Linked DNA regions of Gossypium hirsutum: region 1 is linked to region 2. A link is a contact called in public Hi-C data. All regions are on one chromosome and are shown on one strand. The core of a region is the stretch at or near the end of the contact, and the rest is flanking DNA. Distances in the headings are between cores, read along the strand shown. Region 1 holds the start of LOC107937009 (40S ribosomal protein S15a-1). Region 2 holds the start of LOC107942938 (exocyst complex component EXO70H1).

Region 1 (4,677 bases), core at 2,041-4,540, 260 kb before region 2:
ACCAAACTACCATCATCATTTAACCATCAATAACCATGGGCCATATCATAATGGCATTGGCACATACATGCATAATTGAATTTGCGTACAACCCAATATTCATAATGAGCCACATCTCATGACTTTATACAAAATAAATCAAATATCAACATAAGTCAACACATTTGGCTAAATCGATATGACATATAACAAAAAGACCAAGTCCCTGTACATGCCATACTCAAAATACTTAAATTCACTATACCCAAAAGATTAATTTGATAGTGTGAATCGAGCTCTGACGACTTTCAATCCCCGAGCTAGCTTGGCAATACTATAAGAAAAATGGAAAAGAAATGGGAGTAAGCATAAAGCTTAGTAAGTTGCATGTAAATAATTAACAACATTAACTAAGCATTATTATACACATAAACATAATGTAACTTATCACAATGTCATTAAGTATCATAGTACATTTTAGAACATGTCATTTACGTAGTGTACAATAAAACCCATTATCATAATCCATTCATCCACTTCTTATCGGGATATCATCATTTTATAATCTCAATGTTTGTGAGATTGGTGTACATATCTGTACCCTTTCAACATGATCATACATTGTCCTCTTGTTGACTAAATATTGGGATTACCCGTTGAACCACTTAGAATACTAAAGGATACTCGGGAAATCATATTCACATAATAGGCTGCCAATGCCATATCCTAGATATGGTCTTACATGGGATCACATATCGATGTCAATGCCATGTCCCAGACATGGCCTTACATGGGATCATGCATATCGAAGCCGATAGCATAGCTATGGTCTTACACGATATCTCATATTGATGCCAATGCCATGTCCCAGACATGGCCTTACATGGGATCACACATATCCTTAATGTTATGACATTTGTATCCCAACCATTCTTAAGGTTTAACCGATATATCATGGTACCAATTATTCGTCGAATCGTCATCGAATCATCATTAATCAATCCACAAAGACAATCATAGAATTCATGCAATATTAAAGCATTTAAATACATAATAACATAATGTTGAATTATTTACACACAAACTTACCTCGGTACAAAATATGGACAATTAATTCGAATTAGTCCAAGATCTTGCTCTTTCCCCAGTCTAGGTCCAGACTTCGTTTTTCTTGATCTATGATAGCAAATTTCACTTATTTAATTATCACATTATTCAAAACATCCTATAAATCATATTTTGGCAAAGTTATCATTTTACCCCTAAACTTTTATATATTTACAAATTAGTCCCTAGGCGCATAAAATGAAATGTACTCTTTTTCTTTGTTACCTAAGCCTAACTAAACCTAACACATACTCAAAACAGCCCACATTTTCCTTCAATTCAGATTTTTACTACTCATTTTTACAACTTTTACAACAAGGTTCTTTTAGGGGTTTTCATGAAAAATTACTTAGTAAAATATGTTTATCATGCATCAAACTTTCATATTCCTCCATTCAACACCAAAATACATGCATGACACACATGGGTAAATTTCTGAACATGAACCCTGGTTCAAAATAATGGTAGAAATAGCTAGGTCATGCTTCAATGATCTCAAAAACATAAAGAATATAAAAAATGGGGCTAGGATGTACTTACTTTCAAGCTTAAAAAGTTGAAGAAAAACCCTAGCTATGGTCCTTAGAAATCTCAGCACACCCTTGAAGAAGATAGACAAGATTTTCACTTTATTTTCCCTTTTAATCCTTTTATTTACCAAATGACAAAAATGCTCTTAATGTCTTTCTTTAAAATTTTACCCATGCATGCCCATTTTTATCCATAAAAATAGAAACTAGGAAAATTGCTATTTAAGGACCTCTAATTAATAATCTAAATCCATTTCATACTTAAAGCTTCTAGAATCTCTAATTTTGCAACTTTTGCAATTTAGTCCTAAAATTCAAATTGGGCACTTAATCATAAAATTTCTTCATGAAACTTTCACACAATCATGAAATCATGCCATAAACTTCAAAATAATTATAAAAAAAATATTTGCACTTCGAATTTGTGGTCTCGAAACCACTATTCTGACTAGGCCCAAAATTGGGATGTTACAATAATTTTCCTAAACATGAGTTATTCTCTTCTTATTCCTTCTATTCTTTTAGATCTTAAATTACTTTTAGTTTTAACTTTGGTTTCACCACCATGAAAGGAATCTCTTTTCATTCAAACACAGTCCCAAAACATTATGTTTGACCCTAAATAGTTTTTTGCTCAAAATTAGAAGATGGGTTAGTCAAAATTAATATATCATAGAAAAAAAAGGGAATAGAACGGTAAATAAAACCTTTGAAGCAGAGCAAATTCTTAAAGTAGTTTGGTGGCTTGGGTTTCTTCAAGTTGTCACCGCAATCCTCACATTGATACCATACCATATTTCCCCCCTTTTGTTCTTAACTTATTGTTGAGAAAATTAAGGAAGAAAAAAAAAAGATTGTTTTAAAAGGAAATTGAATGGAGAAGTTGCCTATTATGGTGGTGGTGAGAGAAAGGTTAAACCTGAAATTAATTTTAGATATAAAAGAAAAGAATAAGAAGAAAGAAAATGGAATAAATATTATCCTAAAAAAATCATTTTTTAAGCATACAATAATATCATGCAACATCATATTTTTTTAGAGTACGTGAATAATATAATACATCAAGAAACATTAAATTAACTCTTATGACTATTTTTAACTCTAAAACTAATAAATCAATCTATTTTTTAAATAAAATTTTAAAACTCTAAACCTTAGATCTTAAAATCTTTGATTCTTTTAAACCCTAAATCCTAACATCACCCTTTTCATAAAATCATAAATTTTAAAATTCTAAATTTTTACCCTAACATATTGTAAATCATAAATCTAGTTGAAAACAAAACAAACCCATAACCACTGCATTACTATTATTACTTGTTAAATTTATTTAATTAGGGTTAAGATATTATTAAGAAAAAATAATTTAGTGTTTTAATTTTTTTTAAAATATGAAGGGACACATTCTTATTGAACCCTAAATGCATAGTAAAATCCTAATTTGTTTTAGATTTTCTTACATGAAAATTAGTTATTAAAATTTAAATTACGAATACATTGATATTTTATTATTAATATAAATTTTCCTTCACCGCATAGGATAATTTGATTTTTCTGAGAGAGATGAGTTTACTAATAAATATCGAAAATGAGAGAGATTTTTTATTATTATATAAAAGTATTATTATATTATTATATATTATTTTAAAAATATATATTAGTTTTGTTTTGTTTTTTGTTTTTTTTTGAAATGCTGGATTATATCCATAGATGAAATAGTAGGTGGGGTGGAGTATAATCGGACTTGGGTTTTTGAAACATCTGAATGGGCCTAAATAGAGTTTAGATTACATGCTCCACTTTAAACTCAACTGCCAACTTCCAGCCCTAGAAACATACATTCTCTTCAACTCTTTTCACTCTTCTCAAACTACACGGAGACGCGGCCGCCATTTTTGGTTCCAGGTAAACTTTTGTTTTCCTTTCCAACTTTAGATCCAACATCTCTTTATGGTTTTTATTTGATTTTCTCTACCCAAAAACCAAACTGATAAGATTTTTTTTTGTTGTCTTCTGAGAAAGAATCAGTTGTTTCTACATGTTCTTATGGTTAGAATAATTTTAATATCAGCAAAACAAAATTGAGTTTTGGTTTGAATGATGTAAGAGAATAGGAAGAGGTGTGGTTGTGAGAAATTAATGTTTACAAGTTACAATAATGAGCTGCTTGGTTTTTTAAATCTGATTTTGCAGCAACTTGGATTTGGAAGAATGGTGAGAGTCAGCGTTTTGAACGATGCACTCAAGAGCATGTATAATGCAGAAAAGAGGGGCAAACGACAGGTTATGATCAGGCCTTCCTCAAAAGTCATCATCAAATTCCTTTTGGTCATGCAAAAGCATGGTTTGCTCTCCGACATTTCTTTTTTTAAAAAAAAAAAATCTATAATTGATACGAAAATGCTGATACATTTAACCTTTTGATTCCCATTTTTTAGGTTACATTGGAGAGTTTGAGTATGTTGATGATCACAGAGCTGGCAAGATTGTGGTTGAACTCAATGGGAGACTCAACAAGTGTGGGGTGATTAGTCCTCGTTTTGATGTCGGTGTCAAAGAGATCGAGGGTTGGACCGCTAGGCTACTTCCTTCCAGACAGGTTAGCTTGGACACTTTTGATTTATGCTATCATATATGGGTGGAAGCACACTTTGATTTGGTCGAGTGACATGTCTTGCATTTATTCTCATAGTCCACTAGATAAGATTTTATGGGTGACATAAATTAATGGAAGGTTCAATCAGTTCAAATGAGATAGAATATTATGGGATCTATGTGTCTTCTTATTGCAGTTTGGATATATCGTGCTTACCACATCTGCTGGCATCATGGACCATGAAGAAGCTAGAAGAAAGAATGTTGGTGGAAAAGTACTTGGTTTCTTCTATTGAAGCAAATTTCTTAGATTTTTCATTTTTGTTTGAAGTTTCTCTTCATCTAGAACCTCTGTTGGTACGATTTCAATTCACATTTAGGGGATTACGAGGTTTTGGTTCATTTGCCTTTTGTTATCTGATAGTTTGAAGTTGGCTCATTAAAATTTCTGTATCCTGTTTTTTTC
Region 2 (4,998 bases), core at 29-2,528:
TGCTTCATATTCAAACATTCCTCAATCCCCTTTGATTTTATTATTATATTCAAGCACCTGACAAGTTGGTTTTTTTTTTTTTTGCACCAAAATGGCTGCAAAACCAGACGCAGAAAAGCTTTATCGCAGCCATCACCATTCATTTTGTTGTTGAATGCATTAGAAACAAGGGAAGATCTGGCTGCTGGAGGAATTCCATGACTTGTTCCCACATTGCACACTAACTACAATCATTATTTTTATTAATAATATTGTTTTTAAATATTACAAATATATTGTTTACTAAAATAAAACAGTTTTTTTTTTTAAATATTCTAAGTTTTATGATCTAATCTTTAAACAATGTCTTATAAAGGTTCAAATATTCATTCTTTAAAGAGTGCAATATACTTTATTATTGCATCCAACACATAGTACTAAATATAACACTTTAGGATGAACATTAAACAAATTTAATTTCCTAATCATATTATTAATGTAACATACCAAATTTAAAAATAAATTATATTATATTCTAATTGATACATACAAACAGTTTATGCATTGTTAATGAATTAAATGATGACACATTAAATAATTTTTTTTAAAAAAAGACATAAAAATTTATTTGACCTTCAAAAAAAAAACAAGTTATTTTAGTTCTTTATTTTATTTTCACATCTTTTAGTCCTTAAACTTACGTTGTTTGTTAAATCACCCAAGAATAGATAAAAAAAGTTAATGCTTATTAACTTTGTTGAGTGTATGCCATATTAGCAATTAATTAAAAATTTAAAAAAATAATTAATTTCTAACGTGGCATCCACATGTATGCCACATTAGCAATGTTAACACAACGTAAGTTTTTCTATTTATTTGGAGTGATTTGACAAATAACATAAATTTAAGAAGTAAAAAAGACAAAAAATTAAATGAATGACTAAAATAGCTTCTTTTATAAAAAATCCACTTATATTAATTTCAAATCTCCTATGTTATAATTTGATTTTTTGACAAAGAATAATATTTGACATTAGTGGAATTTTTAGACTCCACAATAAAGGTTAAAGAGTTACAATTATCCTATAAAAATATAATAAAATATTTAAAAAATAAATAATTTAAAAAAAAGACACATGATAAATTTTTAAAGCTGTATATGGAATAATATAACATGTGTGGATAATGCATATAATTGTACAGTAAACTTAGAAGACATTATCAAAACCAACAACTACAAAACTTAAACATCAACCATAAAAGTAAAATAAAAAAGTATGATAGATATTTTTCCTGCAAGAATTAAAGTTGGGTTATGTTAATTGAAAAAATTCCGAAATTGGTGTGGCTTGAAATTGACAAAACAAAAAAGAGGGGCTGTCCTACATTGCGAAACGATAATGCCAAATACTTTTCACAGTTTCGAGATGTAGAACTCAATATGATCCGATTGAACTCATGGTAATTTCTTGTATTGAAAGAAAAGAAGATACGCTGTTTGGCTCATCTCCTTTCTTTGATTACCGGTCACTATCAGCTCCTCAACCAAATACTCATTAAAATACAAAAAGAAACAGTTTGATTCGTATACCGCGTGGACTCCATTACGCATAACAACAGTGTTCTTATTTTAAGTTACCTTCCGACCACTCGCTCTGAACCGCTTTTTAACTCGTATCCTCACACTTTCCTGCGTCCCTATTTCTATAAATATACGCACCTCTCTTTCATTCCTTTAACATATTTCTTGTTTCTTTGTCTTAATTTTTGCCAATCTCCCTGCTTTCAACAATTACTTGTTTGTATTGTCTAAAAAAAAAAAAAGAAAAGAACCAAGGGAATGAGGACCATCTTCTCCAAATCTCCATCTCCTCCTACCCATCACCATACTTTCACCGAGTCATTAATTGAAGAAAATATTGAAGCTGCTGAACTTAGCATCACTAAATGGGATTCCTTACATGGCGACGACCATGTCTCCTACTGTAACATTGCTTCTGTTTTCTCCGAAAACAATCGTGATGAAGCCAAACAGTATCTGAGTTCCATTAAGGGTTTGCAGAAAGCTATGCGATACTTGGCTTCGCTTGAATCCACTTCCGATAAACTTGTGCGAGCCCAAACGCTGATGCAAACCGCCATGAAACGCCTCGAGAGGGAGTTTTACCAGATTTTGAAGTCCAACCGGAATTACCTTGACCCAGAGTCTGTTTCCAATCACTCATCTTCTAGACCATCGGTTTCCAGGTCGAGCTTTTCAGATTCAGAAGAAGATGAGTCTGAGAACGATTCCATCCCGGAAGTGGAGAGAGGCTCGTCGGCTGTTATTGCGGATTTAAGAGCCATTGCGGAAGCCATGATATCAGCTGGGTACGCTAAGGAGTGTTTCAAAATTTACAGAACTATTCGGAAATCGATCGTCGATGAAGCTCTATATAATCTCGGAGTTGAAAGGAACTTGGGTTTTCAGCAGATTCAGAAGATGGAGTGGGAAACTTTGGAGGTTAAAATTAAGTATTGGCTGAACGCTGTTAAAGGGGCGGTTAAAACTGTGTTTTATGGAGAGAGATTACTCTGTGATCAAGTGTTTGCAATTTCGTCTTCCATCAGGGAATCTTGTTTCACTGATGTTTCAAAGGAAGGAGCTTTGGCTCTGTTTGGATTCCCAGAAAATGTAGCCAAGTGCAAGAAAACTCCCGAGAAAATGTTCCGTATCTTGGATTTATATGAGGCGGTTTCCGACCTTTGGCCCGAGATTGAATCAATCTTCAGCTTCGAATCCACCTCGACCGTCCGCTCGACCGCCGTTAACTCCTTAATCAGGCTCAGCGATGCCGTTAGAACGATGTTAACGGACTTTGAAATGGCAATTCAAAAGCATTCATCCAAAACTACGGTTCCCGGCGGTGGAATCCACCCTCTTACACGCTATGTCATGAACTACATCTCTTTTCTCGCCGATTACAGCGGCGTTCTCTCCGACATCGTCGCCGATTGGCCGTTGCAGATTTCATCACCGTTACCAGAGTCTTACTTCGGAAGCCCCGACAAGGAGGAGAGCATTTCCTCGCCGATCTCAGTCCGGTTAGCTTGGCTTATTCTCGTCATGCTATGCAAACTAGACGGTAAAGCCGAGATGTACAAAGACGTGGCGCTTTCTTATTTGTTCTTAGCAAACAATCTCCAATACGTCGTCAACAAAGTCCGACAATCGAACCTGAAGCTCCTCCTCGGCGACAACTGGGTGACGAAGCACGAACAGAAAGTAAGGAAGTACGCGGCGAATTATGAGAGGATGGGATGGAGTAAAGTGTTTGCCTCTCTGCCGGAAAATCCAACGGCGGAGATTCCGGTTGATCAAGTGATAGAGCATTTCAGAAAATTCAACTCCGCTTTCGAAGAAGCTTACAAGAAGCAAACTTCTTGGGTCGTAACCGACCCGAAACTCCGAGATGAGATAAAGCTCTCGTTGGCCAGACGGATCGGCCCCATCTACAAGGAGTTTTTCGATAAGTACGGCGGAGTGCAGCTGATGAAAGAAATGTGGGCCGAATCACTTGTCAGATATACCCCTGATGATTTGGGAAATTACTGCTCCGATTTGCTCTTTGGGAGCGGAAGTTCAGGGAGTATTTCGTCAAGTTCAAGCCAAGGTGGTGGTTACAGTCGTTGAACCGATATTTTTTCTCCTTTTTTGTGGGAGCCTGGAAAAAATCGCCGACAACGTGAGGAAATTTAGGGTTTTGTTTTTCTAAATAAAAATTTTATTTGTGGATAAATATTAGTAAAGAAGCGTGCAGTTATCTGACAGACACGTGTATAGAATTTAGCCGTTTTTATGATATATGGCACCTAAGTAAATCACTTGTACAATATAAAATTCTTTGATTTATTCTTTGATTTGTCTATTATTATTATTATTATTATTATTATTTGGATTTGTTAATTCATATTTTAAGATATGCCATTGTGAAATGCGATTTTTTTACAAAAATAATATAAAAAATAATTAATTTTGAAAATGGTTGAATGAAATAATAATTTACAAAAATAGGCTGTATGATATATCTACCGCACCACCCTTTCCCCCAACCATTAGTCAATTTTATATTTTAAAAAATAAAGAATTTTTTTGAAATTGTTACCGTGTCAGGTGACACCGATATGTATTTTTTTTAAAAAAATATCTAAGAAAATACAGATATATAAGAGAACAAAAAAATATCAATAGTGTTGTTGATCTGTCAGGCGGCATCAGTGAAAGTAAAAGAAAAAACTAATTGTGTTAGTAAAAAAAAGAATGAAAAAGAAAAAAAAAAGCTGGAAAAACAGAAAAGAAAGAAAGACTGTGATCATCTGGTCACGTCGACGGCTAGTCATCCGACCGATGCAAATCACATGCTCCCCTTCTTTTCTACTTTTCCAGCTCCCCCTCCCTCATTTTTAGACTTTTCTTTTTGTTTCCTATCAATTTTGTATATAAATAAGGGTTTGGTCCCTTTATCCCTTAAGGGGAAAGAAGTATAAACATAAAGACTATTAATATAGTGAAATTTCCTTTCTGCTATAGTAAAAATATACAACTTAATTCTTGTCTTCCTTAAAAAAAAATTTCTATCTTTGCTTTTGATTGAATTTGACTCTATTGAGGGAGATCAACTTCTATGGGAGAAGTCTCCGAAGTGTTGTCCGTTGGGTAGTCTATACAGCCCCCAACAATCGTAGGAATTAACTTGGGACCTGAGTTTTGTCTCCCAACTCCGCGAAGAGCCCCGAGGGTTCACAGAGTGGGAGCGCCTCAATTGGTGGAGAGAATACGTACTTGAAAAGGCTAGTTATGCCTTAGTTGGTGGTTCGATTCACATTGCGCTCGACTTCATTGATTAATTATCTACGTGTCTTTCAAGTACATATTTTCTCTACCAACCAAGATCCTTCTACTCTGTGAATTCTTAAGGATCTTCAGAGAGTTGAGAAACAAAACTATGACGATCTCGAGTCTGAGATAATAACTTTATT

Evidence for each region. A called contact is a pair of places that touch in the nucleus more often than the background predicts.
Region 1: a contact with region 2 is called in a Hi-C map of leaf, with 3 times the contacts expected there. The contact joins the promoter of LOC107937009 here to the promoter of LOC107942938 in region 2. A contact is called at or near these places in 5 of 34 Hi-C or Micro-C datasets (callus, leaf and petal).

Annotation. Positions count from the first base shown.
Region 1 is chrA07:16,688,428-16,693,104 of Gossypium_hirsutum_v2.1, reverse strand. It overlaps LOC107937009 (40S ribosomal protein S15a-1), which reads left to right and starts at 3,290. Exons shown (of 4, transcript XM_016869821.2): 1 at 3,290-3,521; 2 at 3,810-3,960; 3 at 4,055-4,215; 4 at 4,409-4,677. The coding sequence starts at 3,408. The coding sequence ends at 4,507.
Region 2 is chrA07:16,425,649-16,430,646 of Gossypium_hirsutum_v2.1, reverse strand. It overlaps LOC107942938 (exocyst complex component EXO70H1), which reads left to right and starts at 1,278. Exons shown (of 1, transcript XM_016876675.2): 1 at 1,278-3,871. The coding sequence starts at 1,820. The coding sequence ends at 3,652.